Regions from separate parts of the Pan troglodytes genome. Here regions 2 and 3 are each linked to region 1. A link is a contact called in public Hi-C and HiChIP or PLAC-seq data. All regions are on one chromosome and are shown on one strand. Each heading gives the region's core, a stretch centred on a gene start, on an enhancer-like site or on the middle of the called end of the contact. The rest is flanking DNA. Distances are from core to core; before and after follow the strand shown.

Evidence for each region. Hi-C and Micro-C count contacts between places; a contact is called where the count stands out from the background. HiChIP or PLAC-seq counts read pairs in DNA pulled down with a chosen protein or histone mark.
Region 2: a contact with region 1 is called in an H3K4me3 HiChIP or PLAC-seq map of stem cell-derived excitatory neurons, with 3 times the contacts expected there. The contact joins the promoter of LSM6 here to the promoter of ZNF827 in region 1. A contact is called at or near these places in 1 of 7 Hi-C or Micro-C datasets (stem cell-derived neural progenitor cells) and 1 of 1 datasets of contacts at active chromatin or transcription factors (stem cell-derived excitatory neurons).
Region 3: a contact with region 1 is called in a Hi-C map of stem cell-derived neural progenitor cells, with 13 times the contacts expected there. The contact joins the enhancer-like site here to the promoter of ZNF827 in region 1. A contact is called at or near these places in 1 of 7 Hi-C or Micro-C datasets (stem cell-derived neural progenitor cells) and 1 of 1 datasets of contacts at active chromatin or transcription factors (stem cell-derived excitatory neurons).

Annotation. Positions count from the first base shown.
Region 1 is chr3:147,725,551-147,730,076 of NHGRI_mPanTro3-v2.0_pri, reverse strand. ZNF827 (zinc finger protein 827) reads left to right here and starts at 2,333. Exons shown (of 14, transcript XM_016952308.4): 1 at 2,333-2,935. The coding sequence starts at 2,893.
Region 2 is chr3:147,960,822-147,965,347 of NHGRI_mPanTro3-v2.0_pri, reverse strand. LSM6 (LSM6 homolog, U6 small nuclear RNA and mRNA degradation associated) reads right to left here and starts at 2,263. Exons shown (of 4, transcript XM_003310475.4): 1 at 2,139-2,263.
Region 3 is chr3:147,520,471-147,524,996 of NHGRI_mPanTro3-v2.0_pri, reverse strand. C4H4orf51 (chromosome 4 C4orf51 homolog) reads right to left here. Exons shown (of 9, transcript XM_054683420.2): 6 at 3,126-3,292. The coding sequence ends at 3,185. Among named protein-coding and RNA genes, the nearest start is that of C4H4orf51, 52 kb to the right of the region's middle. Within about 2 kb of position 2,611, at least 22 of the 24 cell types and tissues checked have an H3K27ac peak or open chromatin away from gene starts, as enhancers often do. A contact at or near this core is called in stem cell-derived excitatory neurons and stem cell-derived neural progenitor cells, where this site is marked.

The DNA.
Region 1 (4,526 bases), core at 1,084-3,583:
TGCTTTTGGCTGTTGATAGAACACCTATATAATTAAAAGTTGACAGCATTTTCCTGCATGCCTTTAAAAGGTTGCAGGAAATGTACTCTGCTTTGAGGAAAGGCCTAAAGTGTGTTTTCAATTATAGCAAACTAAACATTAGGAAGAGTCCTAGCAATTCAGAAAAGGTAGTGGTGTGTCTATGCAGAGTCATAATCCTGAACACCCTAGCCAAAGGTTCTGAGAGAGCAGTGGTGAAGTGTGGTGACCATTTTGTTCAGCTGTAAAGATTCTACACACTCAGGGCGTTGGTCTACTTGGAAAGGATGGGCTCTAATTTATCATTAATATATTAATTTCAAGTCCAATGTCACCGACAATAGTCAAAATTATGGCAAATTGAATTTGACCTGAGTGGAAAGATAGTTATATTTCAAATTATAATGCAGGGCAACCTAACTACCAGTTTTTTAAAACCAACACTCGAGGAAGAACTGGTTTAAGGATGATGCTCCTTTTTTTTTTTTTTTTTTTGAGATGGAGTCTCGCTCTGTCGCCAGGCTGGAGTGCAGTGGCCCGATCTCGGCTCATTGCAACCTCCGCCTCCCAGGTTCAAGTGATTCTCCTGCCTCAGTCTCCCAAGTAGCTGGGACTACAGGAGTGTGCCACTACGCCCAGCTAATTTTTGTATTTTTAGTAGAGACGGGGTTTCACCATGTTGGCCAGGATGGTCTGGATCTCTTGACCTCGTGATCTGCCCACTTCCGCCTCCCAAAGTGCTGGGATTACAGGATGCTCCATTTTAAACTTGACTGCTCTCTGTTTTGGTTTTAGATTGAATTCATGCAGGTGTTTCAAACCTCGCTTTCAATAGCATTACTTGTTACTGGGAAGCTAGATCTTTTGGGGGGAGTTGGCAGGGAGGGGTTGAACGTGAGATTTCTCTATCAGTGAAAGACATCTTTTGGGAGATACAGCACTCTTTAAGCTTCACTTATAAAAGTGTGCAATATAAAGCCTTATTATTATTTTTAATAAGGCAGGTCAGAATTTAACCCCCATGGCTCTCTTTAACACCACTGAAGTTGTAAGAATTAACTCAACCTCAAAGAGGCATGAGTTATCCATGTAGGCTTATAGAGTGTCATTTTAATGTTCTATGTCTTTACTGTGCCTCCACTTTCTTTGATGAAAAGGTCTATTTAAAAATTGGTAGGAAAATATTTAACATAATAAGATGATGAGTCAGAGTTTTAAAAAAGCTAAAAAGGGAAGATGTAGTTAAATAATGCACCTTTTTATTTTTTAGCTACATCTGACTCATGACATATAATGTATTCTGCTAAGTTCAAAGTTTCCTCTTACAAAGAGAGTTTTATGAAACAACTCTTCTTCAGACCATTTTTATTTCAATTATAGTAGCAGGTTTTGGAGTTTAAATCATTAACAACCTCTGAGTGAACTTTTATCCAAATGACTGCAAGTCACAAAGAGAACAGTCCTCTTTCACCAAGTACCTTTTGTGTTCGAGTGAGACCCGTCCTTTTCTATTTTCCTTCTTTATGTCTCTCTTTGAAGAAAGATGTGTGATTTGTAAGGTAATGAAAGTATGTATCAGTTAATGAAAACTGCTATATTGGGCTCATAATGCACACTGGAATTGCTTCAGGGTAAACTTCATATACCTGCAGTATATAGCAGGGGAAAAAGTGAATTTCCGAAGTAAAGATTGCTGTGTGCACTCTAGGAGTATCACGTAGCAGTTAAAGCAACCATCAGGGGTGACCTAATCTTATTTTCCTCTCTTTGTCAAGTAGCTGTAATGTTCATTTAGGAGCATTTTTCAGTTTTAACTCCAGTGGACACTCCAAAACTGGGCACTTATTCTGTCAACTGTCAACCAAGTTATTGATTCACCATATGTTGTCTTTTCATTTTTTTTAAATTAGTTTTTTTGGAATGTTTTTGAAGAGTGTGTGGGAGACGATAACCTCCAGATTTAAGGTGATGGGGTAGGGACAAAAGCCTGCAGAATTTCATACAGAACAAAATGTAGCTTAATAAACAAAAGAAAGTTAAGAGAGAAATTTATTTCCTTTTTAAAAATCAGTAAAATAATGAACTAATCGTTGTTTAAAGAGTGGGAAAAACTTTTTTCCCCCTAGATTTGGTGACTAGCGGGATAAATTTGAAGAACTCCATCCCACCCCCGCACGCGCGCCCCCCATTCTTTCCAGACAGAGCGGTTGTAAATCCGAGGCTGAGTCCGCCCTGGGAGCCTTGGGGCACCTTCCTCTTTGCTCTGTGTGTGTGTGTGCGTGCGTGTGTGTGTGTAGCTCTCGCTCTTTCCCTCAGTCTGTGCCTCTGTGTGTGTGTGAGTGTGTGTGTGTGACAGAGAGCGAGAGAGAGAGCGCGAGAGGAGAGAGAGCGAGAAAGAGAGAGAGAGAGCAAGAGAGCGAGCTGTGAGCTGTGCTGCCGCCGCCGCTGCCCTTTGATCCCGACATTAGTGTTAGGGGCTCGGAGACACAGAGCGCGGCCATAGACACCGCCGCACTGGCACTCATTTATTTATACCTCCCATCACACACGCGAGCATAGGACACACACACACTCACACCTATTAGATCCGTTTCCATTGAAGAATATTACGCTCGGGGACAAGCCAGGTGCACGACCAAAAATTTAAAAAAAAAAAAAAGGAAAAAAGAAAGGAAAGAAAAGAAGAAAACCCCTCTTCTGGCTCCAGGAAACAAGCTTCAACCCATTGCACACACCGGAGAAGGGGTTTCCCCCTGCCCGCCCGCCCGCCCCCCAACTACCTCCCCGCTCCTGCCAGTGTCTGCCTCTCTGCCCCCACGGGGGTTTATTTGATCTCACATTAACCAAGGAGGAGAATGTGAGAAAAGGGGGAAAATGCCCAGGAGGAAGCAGGAGCAGCCCAAGCGCCTTCCCTCACGTAAGTCATCCCTTCTCCACCTCCTCTCGTGCCATTTTCTCGCCCTCCCTCTCCTCTTTCCCCTCCGCAGCCTCCTCCGTTGTTTTCTGCATTAGTTTAGGGTTACAGAGGTGAAACTAACAAAGACACAGCCCGGGTTACTCCTCGTTTAGGTCTATGCTGAGGCAGCCATGTTGGTGATGATCAGCCCCGTGCCCTTTCTATTCTCTCTCTCTTTTTCTTTCTTTCTCTCACCCCCCCCCTCTTTTTTTCCTTGAGATTGGGCTTTTTTTTCCCTTTCCCTCCCCTTCCCCCTCCTCACTCTGGGTTGCTGGGGGGAGGGGGCAAGAGAAGGGAGGAGGGGAGTAGTGTGGATGCCGGGGGTTTTATCGGGGGTTTGGTGGGGGGAGGTGGGAGAGGTTGGAATCTTAAAAAAAAAAATTCCTTGTGGATTCCGGCGCCTGAGGGTGCGGGGGTCGGGGCGCGCGGAGGGCTGGGGGCCGTGACATGGCGTTTGGGGGTGTCAGGGAGAGGGCGCGCAGCAGCCGCCGGGTACAGGATCCAGGGAGAGGTCCGTCCCTGGCTAAAGGTTGCGCCGGGGTTGGTCGGCCCCCGAGCCGCCGGCGGCAGCGGCGGCGGCGGCTGGAGCAGGAGGAGGCGGAGGTGGAGGAGGCGGCGGCGGAGGAGGGGAGTCGGGGGCGGGCGAGGCGGGAGCGGCTGGGGAGGGTGTAGGGGCACCGCACACAAACACACGGGTACACACGCGCCGCCGGGCGGCTGCTCCCGCGGCGCCGAGGCGAGGGGGCGCGCCGGGGCGCGGGGCGGCCGGGCGGGGGGCGAGGCCGGGCAGCGGCGGGCGGATGTGGGGTGCGGGAGCTGCGCCGAGGCGAAGGCAGGAGGCAGGGCGGCTCGCGGCGCGCGAGGTCCCTGCAGAGCGGAGGGGAGGGAGGAGCAGGGCTCCTGGCCGCAATAAAATGCGGGGTCAGTCGGAGCAGACGGAGCCGGGCGAGACTCGGGCTCTCAGACCCCCTCCTTGGCGAGCCTGAGCAGAGTCCAGGACTAAAGTGCATCACAGCCCTCCCCGGCGGCAGCCACACACGCCAACTGGAGACACACACCCGCCGGCACGGCCCGGTCCCCTTCCCCTCCTCCACCCGCGCCCCCGGTCCCTCTCCGCCCGCCCTCCGGCTTTTCTTTGCGCGACTCTTAACTTTTCCCCCACTCCCTCTCCAGCTCCCCCCAACCCCCCAGTCTTTCTCCGCTTTGAGTGTTTCGAGATGCTGCTAAAGCTAAAAGTGAAGGAGAAAGAAGCAACTAAAAATATCCCCCGGGGCCGCCCGGCTCCTTGAATGCAGGGAAGAGGGGGCAGGGGAGAAGGCGTGGGGCGGGGTGACGGGGAGGAGGGGACGCGGGAGGCGCCGGAGGGAGGGGTCGGGGGAGACGGAGGGTCAATTTCTCTTCTCTCCCCCCACACTACTCCCCTCTCCTGGCGGTTTGGCGCTGCTCGGAGCCCGATCCTGCAAAACCCGGGCTGGGGGCGGGAGTGGAGCCGGAGCGCCCGCCCGCCCGGGTGTCAGGCCGACGTGGTCGGTCACCTGAAGTTCACGGAGGG
Region 2 (4,526 bases), core at 1,014-3,513, 240 kb before region 1:
AGGTAAAGGCACTGTATTTTACATTTTATAAAGTTCTCCAGATAATTTCTATAAGCAAATGGTTCTCATCTAGGGGCAGTACCCCCAACCCTGCCCCACCCTGCTCAGGGACATTTGGAAATATCTGGGGACACTGAACTGTCATGACTGAGGAAGGTGGTGCTACTGCTATCCTAGTGGGTAGAGACCAGGGATGTTGCTAAACATTTTACAACAGGACGGCCCTCCACAACAAAGGACTGCCCAGCACAAAATGTCAATGGAAGTTGAGAATCTCTGCTATAAGCCCTAAATAAAAAAATAAATAAAAATAAATAAAAATAAAAAAAATTGTTCTCTGGTTTTAAAGTGAGGAGTTTTAAAGAAATCTCCAAGGTGCAGCAAATGATAACCAAAAGCTACATTCTAACCAAATGATGGAGTGTAGATTATAATTAATCAGAGATGTTTTATTGTAACATATAGGGAACCTGAAAACAACTGTCAAAATCTTGAAGGGGTTGCCATTCTAAATAATGGATTTCTAGTCTTGGCCATGAAAATGATCACTTTCCAATTTTTCAGTGTTACAGGTCTCTCCGATGATTAAAATCTGTTAGTACACTTTTAAAAGGAGAGAATAACCCAGGTGATGTAAACAAATTTTTAAATTCTAGTATCTACTATGCCACAGTTCAGTGAGAGACTGCCTGATACAGCACAGAGTACTCACTTGGGAGGCAGGAAACCTGAGTTCTAATCCCAGCTCTGCTACTTAATTAGCTGTGTGACTTGGATAACTCATAATTTCACTTCTCATGGCCCCAGGTTCCTCATCTGCAAAATAAGGGAGTTATGCCAGATGACCACTTAAGTCTCTTCCTGCCCTAACATTCAGGTAGTCTAACGCATTAACGCCAGTGACACACACACACACACACACCACAAACACAAGCCTCTCAAGATTTCTGCACAATATTCAAGCAAGTAAAATTGCCAAACATCTCTAAAACTTTTTTGGAAAACACTGCAGCAATGTGTATGAAGGCCTAAAACAGACCTTTCAGATGACAGCATCTGATCTGATAATTTCACTTCTGAGAATCTAGTCCAAGGAAAGAATCTAAAAAATAGAGGGAAAAGAGTTTATCAAAGCACTATCTGGGATGCTAAGATGATGTAAAAATTCAAAAGCAATCTAATGTCCCACAATCGGGAAATGACTGAATAATTTACGGGACCGACACTGGGACCCACAATGATGGGACAATCAAAAGAAGATACAAAATTAGAATAATATTTAGGAAGAGTTTTTAAATGGAAGTGGGAAACTATACTGTTAAGTGATTAAACATGTACACTCTTAGTTCAAGTAGAAGCTAGCACATACAAGAGAAAATGATCGTAGGTGAAAGGGTTCAGTGAATATTGTTTTCTTCACTAAAGTCTTCTATGTTTGCAATTTTCTATAATAGTCACGTATTACTAAGAGCAGTGGGGCAGGGTAATCCGCATCATCTTAATCCTACACACCTGAAAAATGCCTGCTATGCAGGTGTGCGGACACGCATACGCACAGAAAACCTCGGGCGATAGGACTTAAGACCATACAATCGGGTTCCTCGACCTGACAACTCGGTAAGACAGGCGAGTCCAGCCTTTAATTCCTGTGGTCAGGCGCAGCCACCCCGATGTAGGGGAGGGTTCGCAATTCCCTGAAGCCCTCCTGGAAGACAGGCGAAGCCTAGGCCTGGGTTCGGGATCCGCTTTCCCGCCGAATCTTGGGATAAGCGTCGGGGCTCCCTGGGGAACTTCAACAACCTGAATTGGTCTCGGACGCCAACTCGGTAGGAGCCGGGACGGTGCCGCTCCTCTCCGCGCAGTCTAGGCGCCTCGCTGAGGGCGGTCCCGGCGCCCACCATCAGACCTCTCCCAGCCATTCCATGCGCGGAGAGCTTGGACGCGGCATTTCGCGGGGACCCGCCACCCAGCGGTCCCTTCCCGGAGCCCCAGCCCGTTCACCGCAGGCCCTTTCCGGGGCTGCCTCGCCCGGCCTAGGGCCGCTGCAGCCGCCGCTCCACAGCGCGACTGAACACTGGGGCACCGAACCTGGGGCTGCGCCCGGCCCCGTCGTCGGCCCGCGCAGCGGTGCGGCTCACCTCGCCGGCGGGAACCAGAACCCTCACTCCAAGCGCCCCACGAGCCCGGCCGCCGCGGATGATCCCAGCCAAAACCGAAAGCGCCGAGGCAGGGGCACTTTTCTGCCTCAGCCAATCAGTGCTCTTCTCTGCTACGGCAGCCCGCTGAGGCCGAAAAAGCCTGTCAGCACCAAAGCGCGCAAATCCAAGAATCCTGGTTTGTCTAGTAGCAAAATTGGTGCAGTGGAGTTCCTCTAACAGAAATCTGAGTACAAAACAAATACAATACAAAACAAAAACAAAATTCCAGGAAACTAGAAGTGATCTTTTGGGCAGGATTTATTTACAGAAGTGTAAAAAATAACTTGAAGTCATAGGAAACTGGAATTTACTGTTTAAGTAACGGCATTGTGTACCCAGAAACGTCCTTGAATAGTTTAAAGCAAATAAATAAATAAATGAAACACCTCAAGTCTTTAAATCTACCTCTGGATATTGATTAAATGTGTGAAGACTTAAGCCATTTTAGCAAGAGACTGTTTCCATGGCAATGTTAATTGATACAAAAATAATCAAAATCACTCAAGTAACTCCAAATTATAATGACATTAATTGTGTTACATTACTAGTTCCTATTGGAAATGGTGTGCAGACTTATTTCAGTGCTAGTATGGGAACTTGGTTTGGAATTTTGCATGAATTCTCAATACTCTTTCTATTAATGGAATTGAAGGGGAAAAAGAAGAGAACTGTTACACCAGGACTTGATTCCTTTTTCCCCCTCCACATATACTCTCATCAGTTGAAAACTTATACTTTAATTATATTTATGATTTGTAACACTATACACAGAGTGATAAGATCTTTCAACACAGATCCTTAACCCCATTAGGTGTTATAAAATCTAAGATGCAAAATTTTTTTCGAAGATAAAGAGTTCCTCCCTTGTAAACTTCTTTTGGTTAAAGGCAGAAGAAATGAACTTTTGATTGATATTAGGGACAGAAAACAACTGGATATGATTTGTTAAAGAATAGAGACTTCCTTATATCCTTCTATAAAAGCTCAGTTTGGATAAAAACCGAACAGTTACTGATTTATTGTGAGGGCTGTATTTGAAGTTCTTGCAATATAAAATACAATGTAAATAAAAATTTTAAGAAAAGTACCATTTAAATCAAATAATTACATGCAAAGAACAAACATAATAGGATAAAAAGCCCTGTTCCTAAAAACTTTCTTTGCAAACGACATCAAATTGCACATTCCTTACTGATTGTTTAAATTATTAAAAAAAAAAAAGAAAATTTTTGATTCAAACTTCTTTCCCTTTCCTACAGAGCCCTAATCGAGCCGTTAACACTAGTGTGGTGGGTAGGGAGCCATGAGGAGTTTTAAGGGCCTAGTTCATCTGCCGAGCAGCTGCAACCTTCTCTAAGGCGAGTAGCTGGGTAAGGGCCCAGTTTGACACACGGGGTGGGCATCTTGAATTAATTCATGAGCTAACAAGCTTATAAAAAGTGTGGCTGTTCCCAAAAGCCCCTCAGCAGCTTATAAATGACTTTTACTAACTCACAAGGCAATTTTCCGTATTTCCCAGGTTTTTGCTTTCAGCATCTTTTATGATGCAAAGAAAACACTGCAAGACCTTTGGTGAATACTAGTCTTCAAAACCCTGAATGTAAACATTAATTTATTAAGGAGCCTTAAAGTCATAAAAATATTTTGGCAAGCTTTAGTTTAACTTATGTAGTTTAGTTTCATTTAGTTGTTAGGACTGATGAACCTACACTGACACATCATTATCATCCAAAGGCCAAAGTTTACATTAGGGTTCACTCTTGGTGTTGCACATTCTATAGGTTTTGACGAATGCATAATGAAATGTACCCACAATTACAGTATCATACAGAATAGTTTCACTGCCCTAAAAATTCTCTGTGCTCCACCTATTTATCCCTTCCTCCCCACTGGCAACCGCTGATCTTTTTTCTGTCTCCAAAGTTTTGCCTTTTTCCACAATATCATACATTTGGAATCATACCGTACACAGTTAGTGGTGCATACACTGCACCACCCCACTGTGTAGCCTGTTCAGACTGGCTTCTTTCACTTAGAAATATGCATTTAAGACCCCTCTGCGCCTTTTCATGGCTTGACAACTCATTTCTTTTAAGTTCTGAATAATATTCCATTATTTGGATGTACCACAATTTATTTATCCATTTACCTACAGAAGGACATCTTGGTTGCTTCCAAGTTTGGGAAGTTATGAATAAAGCTGCTATAAATATGTGTATGCAGGTTTTTGTGTAGAAATAAGTTTTCAGCTTATTTGGGCAAATATCAAGGAGTATGACTGCTAGATCATATAGCAAGGGTATGTTTAGTTTTGTAAGAAACTGCCAA
Region 3 (4,526 bases), core at 1,362-3,861, 210 kb after region 1:
TGGGTATTCCATGGAAAGGAAAAGAAAAAGAGAAAGAAGATAAGGAAAAACAAGTCCCCGTTCCATAGGGCTGCTGCACGAAGACCTCATTTATGCCAGTCAAAGTTCATTCTCATTCAAAAAGTGACAGCCTTCTCTGGGAAGAAGAAACCAGAAGCAGAAACCAGAAGAAGCCCTATCAGTCCCATTCCACTCAGGCCTGTGTAATGAAGGCGGCACAAACAGATCCTTGTCACCCAAATTCCAACCCCTCCCACCACCTCTGCTAGGAGAGACATTCTCCTTTGCATTCTCACTCTCCCAGTCTGTCTCTTAGTAACAGAAAAAATGTACACCTCATCCCATTACTATGCTCATTTGAAAAGAATTCTCACAATGTGAGGATGTGTGCCTGGGTGGCTCTCTGGGTGTTTATGCAAAGTCTACTACTTTTGCCCATAGTTACTCTTCCTGATTGCGTGAGGAATGGCACCTCGGAAACCCTACTGGCATCTGACAATCTTTTCCTGTGCTCCATGCACTCAGGAGGAGCAAACACCTCCTCCAGGCTTAGGAGCACTCCAACAGTCCCCTTCTCCAAGGCACTGTGGCAATCCCCGACCTGGAACTCTCAAGCCATTGTCTCCACTACAATACATGCTAATTTTCATGTCACGTTGCAACTTCCATGTTATTCATCTCCTCACTGCACCAAAGCCCTCGCCCAAGTGCATCAAGCCTGTTTCTTTCCCAGGGATGGCCTTGTGCCTGGGCTCTCTTCCCCTCCAAGCTCCGGGGTGGCCCCTGCTTTATCAGACTGAACCGGCTCTAAGGAGAAAAGTTGACGATCATCCTGCTCTAGCGTCCGGGAAGTCTTGCTCCACAAAGAACAAGAGTCTCTGGTTTTGTGAAATGAGTCACAGGCTGCCTTGACCATGCCTATCTGGGGAGGCCAGGGCTGCCATGTATGGTCTGTGCTCCGTGCCACCCACCTCTCGCTGTCAGTCCAAGCTCTTTGCTAGGACAGCCTGAGTCATAAAACTCAGCACATTCCTCAGGCATTGGCTAGTCTTTCCTTGTTATTACTTTGCTTTTGTTTTATGCAGCACCTGGTTTCATTTTTAAAACCCAAATAAAAATCACACGGTCAGGGCGGGAGTGGGGAAACAGGAAGAATAGCAAAGGGCTCTAACTCCGCAAACAGGGAGGCACAGAGCAGGACAGAGATGGGACTGCGGCTGAGGGACTGGGGAGATTCAGGATGTGCCACTAATGAATTGGTTTGACCACAATCTTCCTTGCTGTATATGATAAAGCTCTTGATGCCCAGGTCTCTTCCCCACCCTCCCGTCCCCAAATTAGGCTGCAGTACTGTACTCATCAGCCATGTGACCTTCCCGAAGCCCCTCCACTTTCTGAGTGTCCTCAATCAATGGATATACATCTCGGATGAATCCTAAGGAACACTCTAGTTACAACACTCTGAGTCTATGAACCTGCCGGTTCCCTTTTTCTTGGACACAAGCCCTAACCCACGTGTGAGGGAATATGTTTCCACAAGCAAACATTTGTTCTTTGCCTTTTGGGGGTTAAGGAATGGTGGACAGACAGGCGAGAAGGTGTAGACCCCACCATACCAATGTTGCTGGTCAAATTGAACTTGTGTGGCCAGGTTACTGTTGAAACCTATCTGTAAAGCTGTTAGCCTTCATTTTTAGAATTAAAACAGAATTCTAATCAGCTATCCTCTGCGTATAGTAAAAAACAAATGATGAATTAATGATAGCCATTACCTTGGAGAACTGTATTTTCTTGGACTAGGAAAAGCCAAGAAATTCGAGATTAAAACCAGGATCATGAGGTACTAGACTCGGAACCTAAACAGAGGCCTTTCTCTCCTTCTGCCTGGGATGTCTACCAGGGCTGGCCAGGGCAAAACTCTGGAGGTTCCTAAGTGGCTACAGGGCTGCCTTTTCAATGCATGCTTTTGGAGAGCTTAATGGAAACCATACGAAGGTTGCCGGGAATCAGACCAGATGGCTCCCGGGGAATGTATTTAACCCAACCTAGGGCTAAGAGACAAAAATAATCACTAGGAGTTTGTGGGGCGGGAGGCAGGGGTGGTGCTGCGACTTTTAATTGTATTTTCTATTCAACAGAAATCCTAAGAGAAGGACGGTCTTGGTAACTAGGAGTAAACGGAAGGGGGTGTGGGGAGCAGAGAGCGGGGCTGGGGAGGAAGAGTGGTAGGAGGCAGCTACGTTAGTAAACCAAACACCGTTCTGCTTTTCCGCAGAAGTCGGCGGCTGCCGAGGCCCTTCGCGGGCCTAGACGGCAGCGGGCTCCTTCCCGCGCCCCAGGTCATGTGCAGCCCCTGCCGCTCCCGGTCCCTCCCTCCTGCGCGCTCCGCGGGGGCGACTAGGCGGGCGGTGGTGGGGGGGAATCAGCAGGAGGAGGGTCGTAGGCGGCGGAGGCGGCCTGTGGACGCTAGAGGAGGAGGATCGTGGGGGAGAAGAGGTGGGCCGTGGAGGAAGAAAGAGACGGCCGCTCGGGCGGGCCGGGAGGAGCGGGAAGGGGCGGACCGGGGAGGGGAGGGGCAGGCGGCGGGTGGGCGGGCCGTGGGCGCGGCTTTGGGGGCGCAGGCAGCTACCGAGGGAGCCGGGACGGGAGGGCCACGACTCCGCCCCTGAGCTCGCGCGCCCGCCGCGTCTGAGGCCGCCCCCGCCCCCGCGACTGTCGCAGCCAATTCGCTTCCCGGCGGCGCCTTGCGCGGAGGAAAACCTGGCGGTGGAAGGCTCCGGCTCTGCTGGGTGACCGCTCTGAATACAAAGAGCCTTTCTCACGCCCCTGCGCCTTCCCCGGGGCTCCCAGATACAAGGGACAGGCTCTGTGACGCCGGAGCCCCCGACGGTCGGGGCCGCAGCACCATTTCTGTGGTTCTAGCAGAGAAATGTGGTCCCAGGTATTTATTTAAAAAGGAAAATTTAATAAAGATTATAAAAACTTTTGTCTCTCTCCACCAATTAAAAAGGGAAAAAACTGATAAATGAAGCCCATGGAATTGTCCCAGAAAGCCAACCTGCCAGGGTCCAGACGTTCCTGGGCGGGGCGGGGTGGGGGGGGGGGGTGTTGGGAGGGCCCCATACCTCAAAGTTGTTTATTAAGCAAACTCCACGCCTCCAGCATTGTGGCTTCATTTTCCAACTCAGTTAAATGGCGATGAGGGTCCTCCCCAGCCATAATCGGAGTATCGATCAGCTTCTGAATCCTCAGATGAGCAAACGTTGCTTTCAGAATCGCACCGTCCATGAAGCTGGAGAAAAATGGCCTGGTTGTCAACACTCGCTCATCCGCAAAGGTCACTTTTCCACAGAATTGGGAATTAAATTGTCTCTTCCAAACCAAACATCATTCATGAGCAGGAGATGGGATTGATCCTGCATTTTCTTCCATCTCTCTTAACCTTCCTGTTTAATATATTGTGTCTCTGTTAGGAGGGCCAGATTAATAAAGTGGGAGAGAAAAAGGGCAGGAACACTTGCAATCCCTAACCGGCCCCCACTGCTTCTCTGGTAAGATTCTTTCCAGGTTTCCCTAATGCCTTTAGTTCCCACATTCCTGGATGTGAATGCTCTGCTTTCCAGTTTCCATCAGGAACTTCTTCAAGATAGGACACAGGAATATAAATATTTAGAGAATGATTACCAAAAGCACTACCCAGCAAGCAAATACTTTCGGAACTAAGAATAGTGTTAATGATCGTTGAAAATTTCATTCAATCTCTACTTATTGCTTTGATGCAGGAAATTGGGCATTTATATATCTCAGTGCTTGTTCTCTTCCAAACTATATATATTTAAAAATATTAAGATTTGCCTTGTCTCGGCCGGGCATGGTGGCTCACGCCTGTAATCCCAGCAGTTTGGGAGGCCAAGGTGGGCAGATCACCTGAGGTCAGGAGCTCGAGACCAGCCTGGCCAACACAGTGAAACCCTGTCTCTACTAAAAATACAAAAATTAGTTGGGTGTGGTGGCACACACGTTAATCCCAGTTACTCGGGAGGCTGAGGCAGGAGAATTGCTTGAACCCAGGAGGTGGAGGTTGCAGTGAGCCAAGATCACGCCATTGCACTCCAGCCTGGGCAACAAGAGTGAAACTCTGTCTCAAAAAAAAAAAAAAAAAAGATTTGCCTTGTCTCATAAATAAAAAGTCATGATTTATTTTTTTGGTCAGGACTCTAGGTCCAAGGTTTTCCAAATATGTGCCCCATATTAATTGTGTGGTGTGTGTGTGTGCACGTGCATGTACTTTTAGTCTGTTATTGCACCACAAAAACAAGAGCAGGATTAATGTCGTTTATTTGTTGGGAATGGTTGACTTAAAAGCGGCTACTTTGAGTACAGAGAATTCCCTTTCTGGGAGGGGTTGGGGAAGCACCTTACAGAGAGAAGCAGCTGTTCCCCAGAACAGCTGCAGACACTGATTGGCAATGGAATTGCTTGGCACCAGTACAACTCCATGTAGGCAAGAGGGATTTATTTATTTA